Linked DNA regions of Anser cygnoides: region 1 is linked to region 2. The links are chromatin contacts, called in public Hi-C maps. All regions are on one chromosome and are shown on one strand. The core of a region is the stretch at or near the end of the contact, and the rest is flanking DNA. Distances in the headings are between cores, read along the strand shown. Region 1 overlaps AMMECR1 (AMMECR nuclear protein 1). Region 2 holds the start of TMEM164 (transmembrane protein 164).

Region 1 (6,030 bases), core at 3,143-5,642, 140 kb after region 2:
TTAAGCAGCTTTACCTCAGCTGATTGTTCTTTTTCCTGTCCCACCCATTCTGCTGTGTTCGTGTAGCTGTTTGGGCAGATGTGAGGCAGAAGATGAAACTGAAAAACAATTATTCTTTTCCCTTGATTATTTTTCAGCCAAATCAGTTCTCCAGTCCGCTGTATCAGAGGGCTGCCCAAAAATCTGTGTGGGTCTGTTTTGGGGGGACTGTACAAAACTGAGAATTAATAGCCTTGAGCAGCTTAAACAGTACTGTGGAAAAATGAGAAAATGCAGCCTAATGTGACATTGCACGTATTTATGGGGAAACTGTCGGAAATTACAGAGGTGTTTGAGTTTTAAATAATAGGTGATGAAGGCCAGTGGAGAAAAGGTATGAATGACAAAAGGTAGAAGAACAGCCTTGAAAGTGAAGAAAAGTAGTTTATACTTAAGATTGTAGAAAACTCAGAGCTAGGGAATGAAAGAAAGGGAAATGGAAAGAAAGCCCTCTTTTCCAAATATATCATTTTCCACTTTCTTAGAACTAAGGGAAACATTATATCACAGTTTATTCTGTAAAAATTAACTCCCAAAAAGTGCGCGACGTACATAGTCAGAATCTCTGTGAAGTTGTTAGTTTTATTGTGGAGGATATTATTCTAGAGAAGAGTCTGTACTTACATTCCCCAAAATTCAGAGGTTAAATTCTATCTTTGTAGCTTCCCATCATAATGATCTTTTTTTGGATGGGTCTGCCATAAAACTGGAAGATTTACATTCTGAGAATTCCTTTGGTCTGGGGAGTTCCCACCCATTGTGGAGACCGTCTAGACAACTCTCCCCTTGCACTGCAGCCTCCGAGGCATTATGAGTGTAGCTAGGAAGAAAGTGGTTTTGCCTGGTTGGCTTTCTCACATTATTCCCAAACTGGTCTATCACACTCTTGAGGCTCATATGAGTTTTCCTCGGTATATTCTGCTCAGACAGAATAGTCGCTGTTCTTCAGTAGGCTCACTGTCTCAGCTGTGCCCATGAGAAATTAGATGCAGCTCTGAATCTAGGCCAGAAAGTGTGCACAAAATCCAATAAAGTTAACTTGCACATGCCTGAGAACAGTAATTGTTCTTACCAGTTAGAGGCCATATCCTGCTATTGTTCCATATATTAAGCCCCTATTGAAGTCTCTCCTAAAAAATCTTGTACAGAAATTCATTTCAGGATGTGATACCAGCCAGCAGACAAAAGGTCTTCACATGTTGTGTTACTGGAATCCTGGCCCTGTTTCATATTTTGAGCTATGTTACAATATCACCACCCTGTGAATCTAGTCTGTTATTTTAAAATTAACATTGTTTTACAAGCATTTTGCACTCTTACGCAAATTTAGGGTTTGGTCCTGTTAAACCATCTGTGCATGGAGCTTACACTACAAAACTGGGCATGGACTTGCAAAAAAATTTCCAAGTGTGATTTCTCTATATATCTAGGATTGGACAGTCCTCTAACTAGAGACAGAAACGTTAAATGTTAAAAGTGTCAATGGAGTCAAGAAAGTTATTTAATTAAAAACCTAAATATCAAAGCACTTGCAATAAGGTGAGACTGGTAGTAGCTTTTCCATGGAATTCTTTTCACTTAATTTTGTGAAGCTGCGTTCTTCCTCAAATACTACGTCAATGCAATGTCCTATCCTCTTTGAATGTATTTTTCCATTGTACAGTGATAAAAGAATATGTAGCTTACATAGCTGTATTCTCACTGGAAATTCACCATGGTTCCGTTGAGGTCAGTGGAGCTTCAGTGATTTATGCTAGCTGATACATTAATAATAAGCCTTAGGACATATTTTTTGACATGGCTGTTTGTAGTTAGTCTCCTTCACAAAATGTTTTCCACTGCTGTAGAGCAAGCATATGTATTAACAGCATTTCGCTTTTATGAAGAGTGCAAAGTGCTTGTTTTAAAAGTTTAAAATTAGTAAATTTAGAACAATCCGTAGGTATCTGTTTATCCAATGCAGTCATACAGCCACCCCTATTGAAACCTCACCACAATCTAATCAGACACAACAGTTGAGGTGTATAAGGAAAGCAAGTTATCATTCATTTCCAAATGAATAGTTTAGGAGGATAGAATGTAATTGCTGAGAATTATATCTGATCAGAACACCACAGTTACATTTCCATTCATTTCTAAGAGTTGTACTAGACCTCTAACCACCCCAGGTGGTCGGTAGTTGATTTCACATCTCATCTAAAAACACTGAAATGAAACTTACATAAAAGTTTAGTTAATGCAAGGAGCAGAAATTTCAGAAAAGAGGGGAATGTTAGCAACGTTAATTATTTGTTAACAGTGTTAGTTGATTCAGATGACAGAAATTGCTCCCGTGTAAGGAAGCTAACAAGCATTAAATTTGGTCTCCCTTTTGATTTAAGACTACTTGAGCTTCCTTTTCAGATGTTACTTAATTTTCTTGTGAAGTGTTTTAATTTACTCTGACAGCTGCTTTTGCTATCTTTTTGCATGTATTATCTAGCTTCTGGTGTGAAGGAATTTCACCTACATTCCTCTAATGGCCAGTTCTTAACTTAGGTTCATGCTCCCTTGCTCTGGTATTCTAGACTGCTGAGATAGCATTGAAGCTGCCAGCTCTCTGTTCCTTTCGGAGAAGTGAGATATGCTGTTCTCCAAAGACTAAAGAACTTTTTTCTTTAATCTTTGTAAATACCAAAAGTCAGTGAATCTTTCTGCTTGCCCTTTACTATTCTCACTTCAATAAAGGAACTTTTTGATCTTAAGATGGTCAAGAACTGCTTCCACTGTCCCAGATGGGGCTTCACTAGTCACTTTATATCAGACAATTCTAGTCATGCCTCACAAAATCTTTTAGCTATTGTTTTAAGAGAATGTTCATTAGCTGCAGTAGACTATTGCATTTTAGAAAAATATGCACGTCAGTCATAAGTGTTTCCTTCTACAGTATTATTGTAACGTACTATTTATTGAATGTCATTTTTTCCTATTTCTCTAGATGTATTACCATCCTTTATATTCAATGCCTAAATTACTTAACCTCCTGCCTTCCAGTGCTTCCGATCTGTACATGTCAACTTGAATGTCACGTCAGTCCTCCTTTCTGTGACTGGTTTTATAAAATCACCATTTTTTGTCATTCTGGTGCATTTATCTTTTTCTGTGCAAAGAAAAAAATGTTCCCAGTACGGTTCAAACTGACAAATGCCAGTGTTTGTCATAAAGGCGATGGTACTTTGGTGCTATAAACCTCTAACTGCTAGAAAGCGCTAAATTCATCGTCTTAAAAGAGCCTAGATATCCATATAGAACACTAATTAGCAGCAGATGTTAACTCTTGTGGCAAAAAGCCAGTGAGGCTCTGGCAAAACCTTTCTCGTTGCAGTCATCACTTTCATCATTGGCAATTGGTCAGTGCAGCCCCATAAAGCTGATTCTTCTGGTGCCTCGGGAGTCACCTCTCACCCTCACCCCTGTCTGCTTTCAAGTATTCAGTCCTGCAGATTTTTTTTTTTTTGGTGCAGTAGCAAAAGCCAAACAACTCACATGCACTGCATCCAGCTATTAATTCTTCATTACTTCCTTAAGGCTTTGGAGGAGACTAGTAAGCCTCAAGCTTCTGAATAAAGTTTAATCCGAGAATTGGTAGCACCCAGTCTCTCACAGAACTGCAGCCTTATTCATAATTTTGTTGCTTCCTTTCTGTAGCATTCATGTTCTCCATCGTAACGTTTTCTGATGTACTTTCTATTGCAAATGTCAGTTCTCCTTTCAGATATGTACAAATCAAATTAGTCCAATGAAGTCAATAGAATTTTATTGTTACAGAACAATGAGTTCCACACCAGGCCTTTTAAACCTGTAGGTTCTTGCTGTAAATTGATGTTCTGTTGACCTGTCTGTTCCCAGGTCTCTTGAGCTATACTCTGGACTCAAGGAAAACGGTATCTATATGGATACCCACGTACAAACACACCAAACTTGGTTTGCATGCCTGTTCTCAGTAGTTTCTTTATGCTTCAAATTCTAATCACCTACTGACTGCCAGAGATTGCACAGAGGTAACATTTTTATATAAGCACTGAGCATTTGATTTGAGGAAATGACCATTTCCATGCAGAAGAAGTGATTGAGACAGTCATTAACACTACAAACCTATCCTTATGTTACTTCAACTGAAAAAAAAGCACTCATCTGCCTGTGAATTTTGATTTTAATGTCAACATTGAAATATACTTGTCTAGTGTTCCAGTTAAAACTGGGCTTCTATAGCTGTTGCTATCCTGTTTGAAATACATCTTTCTAATAGTTTACTCATTTTGGTTAACATTTCTATATCGCATTTCAGTATTGGAAGAGTCATTGTGACATACTGCAATAAAATGAGGGGAAGTCTAGCGTAGGAAGTGATCTAAGGAACAGTTGCTGAAATATTTCAGGGGTATTACTTCATGGGCTAGATCTGTACAGCTAACATTCACTTTAAATTAGGGGCTTAGAAAAAAAAATCTTTAAAAAAACACCTATTTAACTCTGAAAAATAATCAAAGTCTGATTTCTCTCTGTTTTTCTATTGCTAAGTTTGTGTTTGTTTTCACAGGTCAAAGTCCCACTGCCCAGTGTCATCACATTCAAATCCCACAGTGACCTGTAAGTATTCCACCTTTACACTATTCCACTTTTACACCTTTTAACTACAATAGAACAGATGCATGAAAATTGTGATCATCTCATGAATACTGAAAGTGTGCCTTTCATTGAGCTATCATTAGGCATTATATATTGGGGTAGAGTGTGATTTATTATGTAGCTTGTCTTTTTATGTTAAATGCCTATAGTTCAAGAGTGTATGCTTATAGTACAATACATCTACATTTTTAAATACTAGCTCGTGATCTCACGCGCTGCATCTAAAATGACAGATTCACAGTGTACCAAATGTACTTTTAACTGCTTCTAAAGGTACGTTTACTTTAAACCCATTTTTTTACCTGGTTAAATCAGAACTGAAAGTTATCAAAGAAAAATATTGCATTTGCCCTTTGATGAACAATTACCAAGTGTTAGATATTCAGAGTGGAAAATGGATAGCGTTTTATTTTATGAGTCCACTAACTAATAGTGAATTAGAATAAAACTCCTGTGGGAACGCATTTGACATTCACATGAATAACAGATGAGTTCATTATGATCTCCTGCTTATAAAAAGAATGGCAAATGAATTCATAATTATTAAGCATTTAAAAATAACACATTCCCCCAAAAGATATAATTCTGCATTAAATACCCGGCTGTAGTTCAGCTGCAGGGCTTTGAAAAACCTGAAATGAAATGGTAGCACAGCATATAGCTGAAACTGAATGGCAGGCTGATGATTTGGTCATTTGCCACATTCTTTAACTGCTCGTTAACCAAAGTAATGAAGACCTATATTCTGTTTAATGTTTGAATTAATTCTGAAATTTATAGTGGGTTCTTACTTCCGAAGCAGAGGCTACGGATTAGATATATGGTGCATGAAAGCATTATGCTGGGTATGCGTATGAAGAGGATTTCAGTGCACATGGCTACTGACATGTACTCATGTCCTAAGTTCCTATGGGCATCTTGTTTGAAAATTTATTAGACTTGAATTTTGCAGGGCTCTTTTTTCTTTTCTTTTTTTTTTTTTTTTTTTTTTTTTTGTGGGATAGGCAGCTGTGTATATGACAAATACTACTCAGGACAGTTATTTTGCTAGAAGTGATGTTCTCAAATACTTGCCAGGCCGCCATATTAGCATATTGCTGACAGCCTGGGAAGAGACAGCTCTTGTACGAATTGTAACCCTTGCCCTGTGGTGACTCTAAGAGCACAAGGGTCCCTAAAGTTTACCTTGTCTGCCAGGCAGAGAGGGAAGTAAGAGATGCTGAGAACAAGAGTTCAGAGGACAACACAGAGAACTTGCCGAAAAGAAGGGGATAAGGCAAGTGCTTTCTTTGAACTACCTCTACCAAGGGCATAAACAGAAAA
Region 2 (5,654 bases), core at 2,202-4,701:
CATAAAACAACATTAATGCTAATTTACAAGCTGAGGGAACAAAGCAAAGCTTTCTCTCCTGTGTACAGTCAGCCTTGCAAGACTGCATTACTCATGGCTGGCCAAGAAATGCCTAATGAATGTGGGAGAAGAAAAGAGTAAATGGAAGAGGGTAAATCAGAAGTTTTTTGGTGCAGTCCCGACTACCACAGACTTATTATATGAACTTTAACAAGACATAATTGATTTATTCTTCAGGTTTCTTTCATGAAACAGGAATAAAGTGCCTGGGACCAGGCCAGAGCTAAAACGAAACTCCTGGGCAGATGATGTGTGTGCAGAGTCCCTACACAAGGCTACTCCAGGTGGTTAAGGAGTATACCCTGGGTATACCCGAGGCCCTGGCATTCCTTCATGGATTGACATTAGATTTCACCGTTTTGATAATTTTAAGAAGTCATGGACAGAAAAACAAATCAAACATTAGATACAAGAACAAGCCTCAGGCTCTTGTGCAAACAGTTTAGTCACAGGAATTTATTGCTTTTAGAGAACCATTTCTATTGACACATGAGATATATATGTTTACAATGGATCTTAGAGAGAGCATAAATTACTTAGTGAAAGGAAGAGAAGAAATGGTTAACAAACAGAAAAGAGCAACGGCTCAGTGCTTTGTCAATACTACTCAATTCTTACAGAATTTGGAGTGCTTTTGAAAGAAGCTGAAACCAAAACAGAGAGAATGAAGAGAACACAGAGAGCTATGTGTAAGCCACCCAGCAGATCAGGAACTGAGAACCCAAATCTCTTGGATTTGTAGTGGATCACAATCCAACCATGAATTAACAATTCATGTGCTGTTGCTAAAAAGTATCAGTCATACCAAGATATCCTTTTTACACCAAGAAGAGATTGGACTGTGCACTTAGTCACATGGTCTGAACTTTTGGGTAGACCTGTGCGGTATCAAGAGTTGGACTTGATGATCCTTAAGGGTCCCTTCCAACTCAGGATATTCTATGATTCTATGAACTGTGCTCCTTTTTAGTAAGTGGATAATCACAGGAAAACAGGTCACCTCACCCATCACCATAACCCAAAGTAGGATAAAATGGAGAAGGGAGGTGCTCCAGGTTCCAGCTGTTTCTGGATTAGAGTTGTAATGTTAACCAGTTTCCTCATACAGTCAACCACATCACCCCAGAAGAGATTATGCTAGCATAAGAGAATGAGAGGGAAAATGAGTAGCATGGGGAAGGGAAAGGCAGTGGTTCACAGCAGCTGGCTTATATGAATATTATTACTGAACTATGATGCATCTCATTCTTACTGGATTTCTTTGTTGTTGTTTTAAAAAAATGTTTCTGAGTTATCAAGAATATTTTGAAATTGATTTCTCTTCCCCTCAGCTTTGAGTCACCTGCAAAATTGATGAGTATGTTCTCTATTCCTTTACCTGCATTGTTAATAAAAATACCAAGCAGAACCTGACTGAGGACACATGCTGGGAACCCACCAATGTGTCTTTCCTTTCAACAATGAACCATTGCTTGCTATCCTGCCAGTTTTGTATAGACCTTTTAATACAGTTCTCCAGGTAATATTTTGCAAGTGCCTTGCTGACTACATATATTAACTGAAAACAAAACTAATGTTTCAGCATATTCAGGTAGAAGTAATCCATACAGGGACAAACTCATCTTGCAAAGATTTTATAAAAAATTAGCCTTATGCTTGTTGTAAAACCTGTTATTTTGGCCCTGCTGTTAAATTTTCACCTATTCAATTTTGAAAGAGGCTATACTAGTCCCTTGCAGTTTCACTTTCTTGTTCTAATAGGTTCCTCATTAACTCAAAGCTAAGATTAAGATCTAAGCTATTCTGTAAGAGCTTTTTCTAGGATTTTAACACAGTGATACTACTGACCTCATCTAAATTATGGTAAATGAACTGGGAAATCAATAACTGAATGGATCAGTCCAGAACACTTGCATATGTTTCATCTAGTTCTTATTTACTATGATTATAATTTGCTTTCTTTCATTATTTTATGTCTTTAATAGAGTACACATAATATAAACACATAGAGAAAGTATTATGTATTAGATACATACTTATGTTCTTTCCCCAAAATATATCGCAACCTTTATTACAGTTTCTGTTCAACAATTGTAGGATACCCACAGAAGCAGCTCAGCACTAACATCACTAGTTTGGCATTTTTTTCTTCCCCTGTTTGTAAAATACAGGAATACTGCTTGTAAAGGTAAGCACAGAGTATTTTCTCTCCTGGAGTCTACCAGTTGGATTGTCTGCTCATGAGCAACCTGGCACAGGTCCGTCTCCCCAGCCCTGTGCCATAGGACAACCACTGCTGCTACAATTGCAGACAGCTTTGTAACTTGCCTCTGAGTTTCATTCTGTCTGTCACCTTGCAGTGCTTGTGGTCTGTTTCTGGGATTTCTCATTTCCTGAACTCCTTTTTTGTAAAGTGAAGAAGGCCTGTAATTAGAATAGCAATACATTGTCAGGTGTTATTAGATTCTGTTCACCAGGAAATGAATCTTATGGAGTCACACTACCAGTCCTTTTCCTCATAACTGGGCGCGTGCAAGAGACTTAGATAGGTGACTAAGCGAAAAAATATGAGAACACGAGCACAGCATAAATCTGTTTTGATGGGCTGGTGGTGACAGGTCCATAGGCAAGCTTTTAGTTTCAAACTGGTCTGAGCTGGTGTGGTAGTCTTGAGCTGCCAGCAGCTCTCAAAACACACAGGGACAGAAGATGCTCTTGCCCTCAGCGTATGCGCTGATGGAAAAGCTAGAGAGTGCCTGCAAACAGGAAGGCACCGTGGGCTGCAGGGCATTGTTGGGGCATTCCTTTGGGCTTCTGGGGCCTCTGGTGCTGGTTGGCACTGGGAGGCATTAGGAGGGGTCTTGGAGGCAGAATGAGGGGTCTTGGAGGCATAACAAGGGGTCCTGGAGGCACAAGGAGGGGTCTGGGGGAGGTAGTCGTGTGGGGAGCAGCAGGAAACCAGGATTACTGAGATAGGGAATGGAGAAAATGCATCTCTAACAGAGCAGCGCTAATGGGTTTTCCTGCTCTCAAACACCACTTCCTTCACTTGCGAATTTCACTTTCACATCACCATGTTCCAATAATGAAATTTTGGCAAGAACGTGGAACATTTGCCTACACGCCAGACAAATCGCAGCTAGTGCAGAAATTCAGGAGTCCACAAGCACGTATTTATTTGGAACTGCTTCAAAACGTGTGGTGGGGTGGCGGAGCAGCGTAGCAGCCCTCAGAACAGCCTCGGCAAGCGGTCCTTCCACAGCCCCCCGGCCCACAAAACACAGCAGCAGCGAGGGCTGGCGGCGGGGCCGAGCGGGCTGAGGAGGAGGAGCAGAGGAGCCACCCGTGCGGCTCGTCCATTTTTCGGGGCGCCTCGGGCACGTTGTGTGTGTGTGGGGCGGGGAGGGAGGGGATGCTGCGGCGCTGCGGAGGGCGGCGGCAGGCAGGCATGCCCCGCCGCCGCTGAGAGGAGCGCTTCCTCCTTCCCGGCCCCGCGGAACAGGGGAGCTGGGCCCGCCTCTTGCGGGCCGAGCTGGGTAACGGAGCCGCCGCCGGGCTCTGAAGCGCCGGGCTCTGAGGTACCGGGCTCTGAGGCACCGGGCCGCCCCCTCAGGGCGCCGGGCGCCGCTGGGCGGGAAGGGCCGCGGGTGGCGGCCGTTGGGGCTGCGGCGCGTGAGGCGAGCGGGCGGGGGGGCGGCGGGCACCGGGCGGCGGCCTGAGGAGAGCCGGGGGCCCGCGGCCCCCCCGGATTTCGCCGCCTCCTGTGAGTGCCACCTCCCTTTGCAGGCTGCCGGCGGAGAAAGGAAAGGCTTGAAAAGGAAGGCGGGACGTCCTCGCGTTTCATGTTCCGTCAGCCCGACAGCATTTCGGCTTTGATTCCGACTTGCTCCTACCTGCACCCGGGCAGTGACGGGGAGGAGAGCGGGCGCCGGCCCACCATGTCCCGGTACAGCCTGCACAACCTCCTGGACTGGATGTACGGGGGCGTGGACCCCAGCTTTGCTGGCAACGGAGGGCCGGAGTGCGCGGCCTTCCTCTCAGGGCAGCAGCGCTTTCTGGAGAGCCTCGTCTTCCTCAGCATGGGTGTCGCGGAGATCCTGCTGTCCCTGTGGAAGCTCAGGCAGCTGCACTGCAAGGAGCTGGAGGCTCAGCTGCTGCAGCAGCCCCAGGCGAAACAGGAGAGCTTGGGCAAGAATCTGCTGCTGGTGGCCCTCTGTCTCATCTTCGGGCTGGAGGTGGGCTTCAAGTTTGCCACCAGGACCGTCATTTACCTGCTGAATCCCTGCCATGTGGTCACCGTGATGCAGGTAAGGCTTGTGCACGGTCACCAGGAAGTCTGCTTCGGTTTTGTACTCACAAAGCAGAGTTTTTTCCAGTCAGTTTGTGGACCAAAAGTGTGGAGCAAAGGTACAAATGACAATAATTGGTGTAAACGCTTTAGAACTTTGCATTTAATTGGCTGAACTAAAATCTGTGGAAAAAACAAAGTCAAACAAAAAGGTGAAATTGTAGCTAGTACTAATGCCTACTTCTGTGGTTGAAAAGGCTTTCTCATCTTCACCTCGCCCTTGTTTCAAGAATAGAAAAAGCTTTTTCCACTAACTGCAGTGGGAAAACTAGCACCAAATGTAGTAAAAACAAGATTATTGCAAAAGGGCCCATGTAATTCACAAACAGCTTCTTCAAGCAAGTGACATGCAGGGGTGTGAATGTATTTTGTGAAGTTGTTAAAGAAGCAAAGTGCTTTTTATTTTGTGCTGGTAATTTTGGTTTGCCTTTCTTATTTTAAAAGCTGCGTAGTAAGGAACCAACACCTTATGTATGGGTGAATGAACTGAGCTGGCTTAATATCTGTGGATAAACCATGTATTTTAACAACTTGTGGCATAGTTGGTGATGCGTGATAATATAAAGTTTGTGTAGCTGTGAAAATAATGGAAACATTCATAAACAGTTACTGAGCTGTGATATCTAAATCTTACAAACTGTATTTGTCAGTAGTTCTGTGTGTGTACTTAGCTCAGTGAGGTTAAGGAGTGTGGGATGTCAAAAATAATCATTTTGTTTAATTTTGCTAACACACTACCATCAACACTGGACAACTTACAAAATTTAAGCTCAACAACTCATAGGAGATTGTCAAAAATCTTTCACAAAAGCTGCCATGATAAATGTTTGTCTAACAGCAATAACAAATGAAAATCAGACCAATAGCATTCTTAGTCTCCCTTTGCAGAAGGCTAACTGCTAGTACCAGAGGTCTGAGGGAGATAGGTGTTGTTTCAAGAGGGGAAAAAAGAGGCTTTTACAGCACTTTTCAGGACATCTACAACAATTAAGTTACTGTTCCAGAACTTAATTAGGAGGTTATGTAAATTCCTAAGCTGTGATGCAATGTTAGGTCAGTATTTTACACCAGTAGAAATGCTTTCCATAAAGTGGTAACAATTGCTGTGCAATCGATTAGTCAATATTGGTAAGGAGGGGGAAAGCAGGAGGTAGAAGAGCTGTAGAAATAATTACAAAATAAACCAATATGGCTGCATTTCATTGCTCTGTAACACTATTTACTGGACATTTTTCCTATTAATCCT

Evidence for each region. A called contact is a pair of places that touch in the nucleus more often than the background predicts.
Region 1: a Hi-C map of liver shows a contact between it and region 2, with 3 times the contacts expected there. The contact joins the enhancer-like site here to the promoter of TMEM164 in region 2. A contact is called at or near these places in 3 of 7 Hi-C or Micro-C datasets (granulosa cells and liver).

What each region holds. Positions count from the first base shown.
Region 1 is chr13:3,622,764-3,628,793 of Taihu_goose_T2T_genome, forward strand. The region is part of intron 1 of AMMECR1 (AMMECR nuclear protein 1); the gene reads right to left. Among named protein-coding and RNA genes, the nearest start is that of AMMECR1, 19 kb to the right of the region's middle. Within about 2 kb of position 4,393, at least 1 of the 3 cell types and tissues checked has open chromatin away from gene starts, as enhancers often do. A contact at or near this core is called in liver, where this site is marked.
Region 2 is chr13:3,484,522-3,490,175 of Taihu_goose_T2T_genome, forward strand. It overlaps TMEM164 (transmembrane protein 164), which reads left to right and starts at 3,452. Exons shown (of 7, transcript XM_048070640.2): 1 at 3,452-3,638; 2 at 3,847-4,367. The coding sequence starts at 3,903.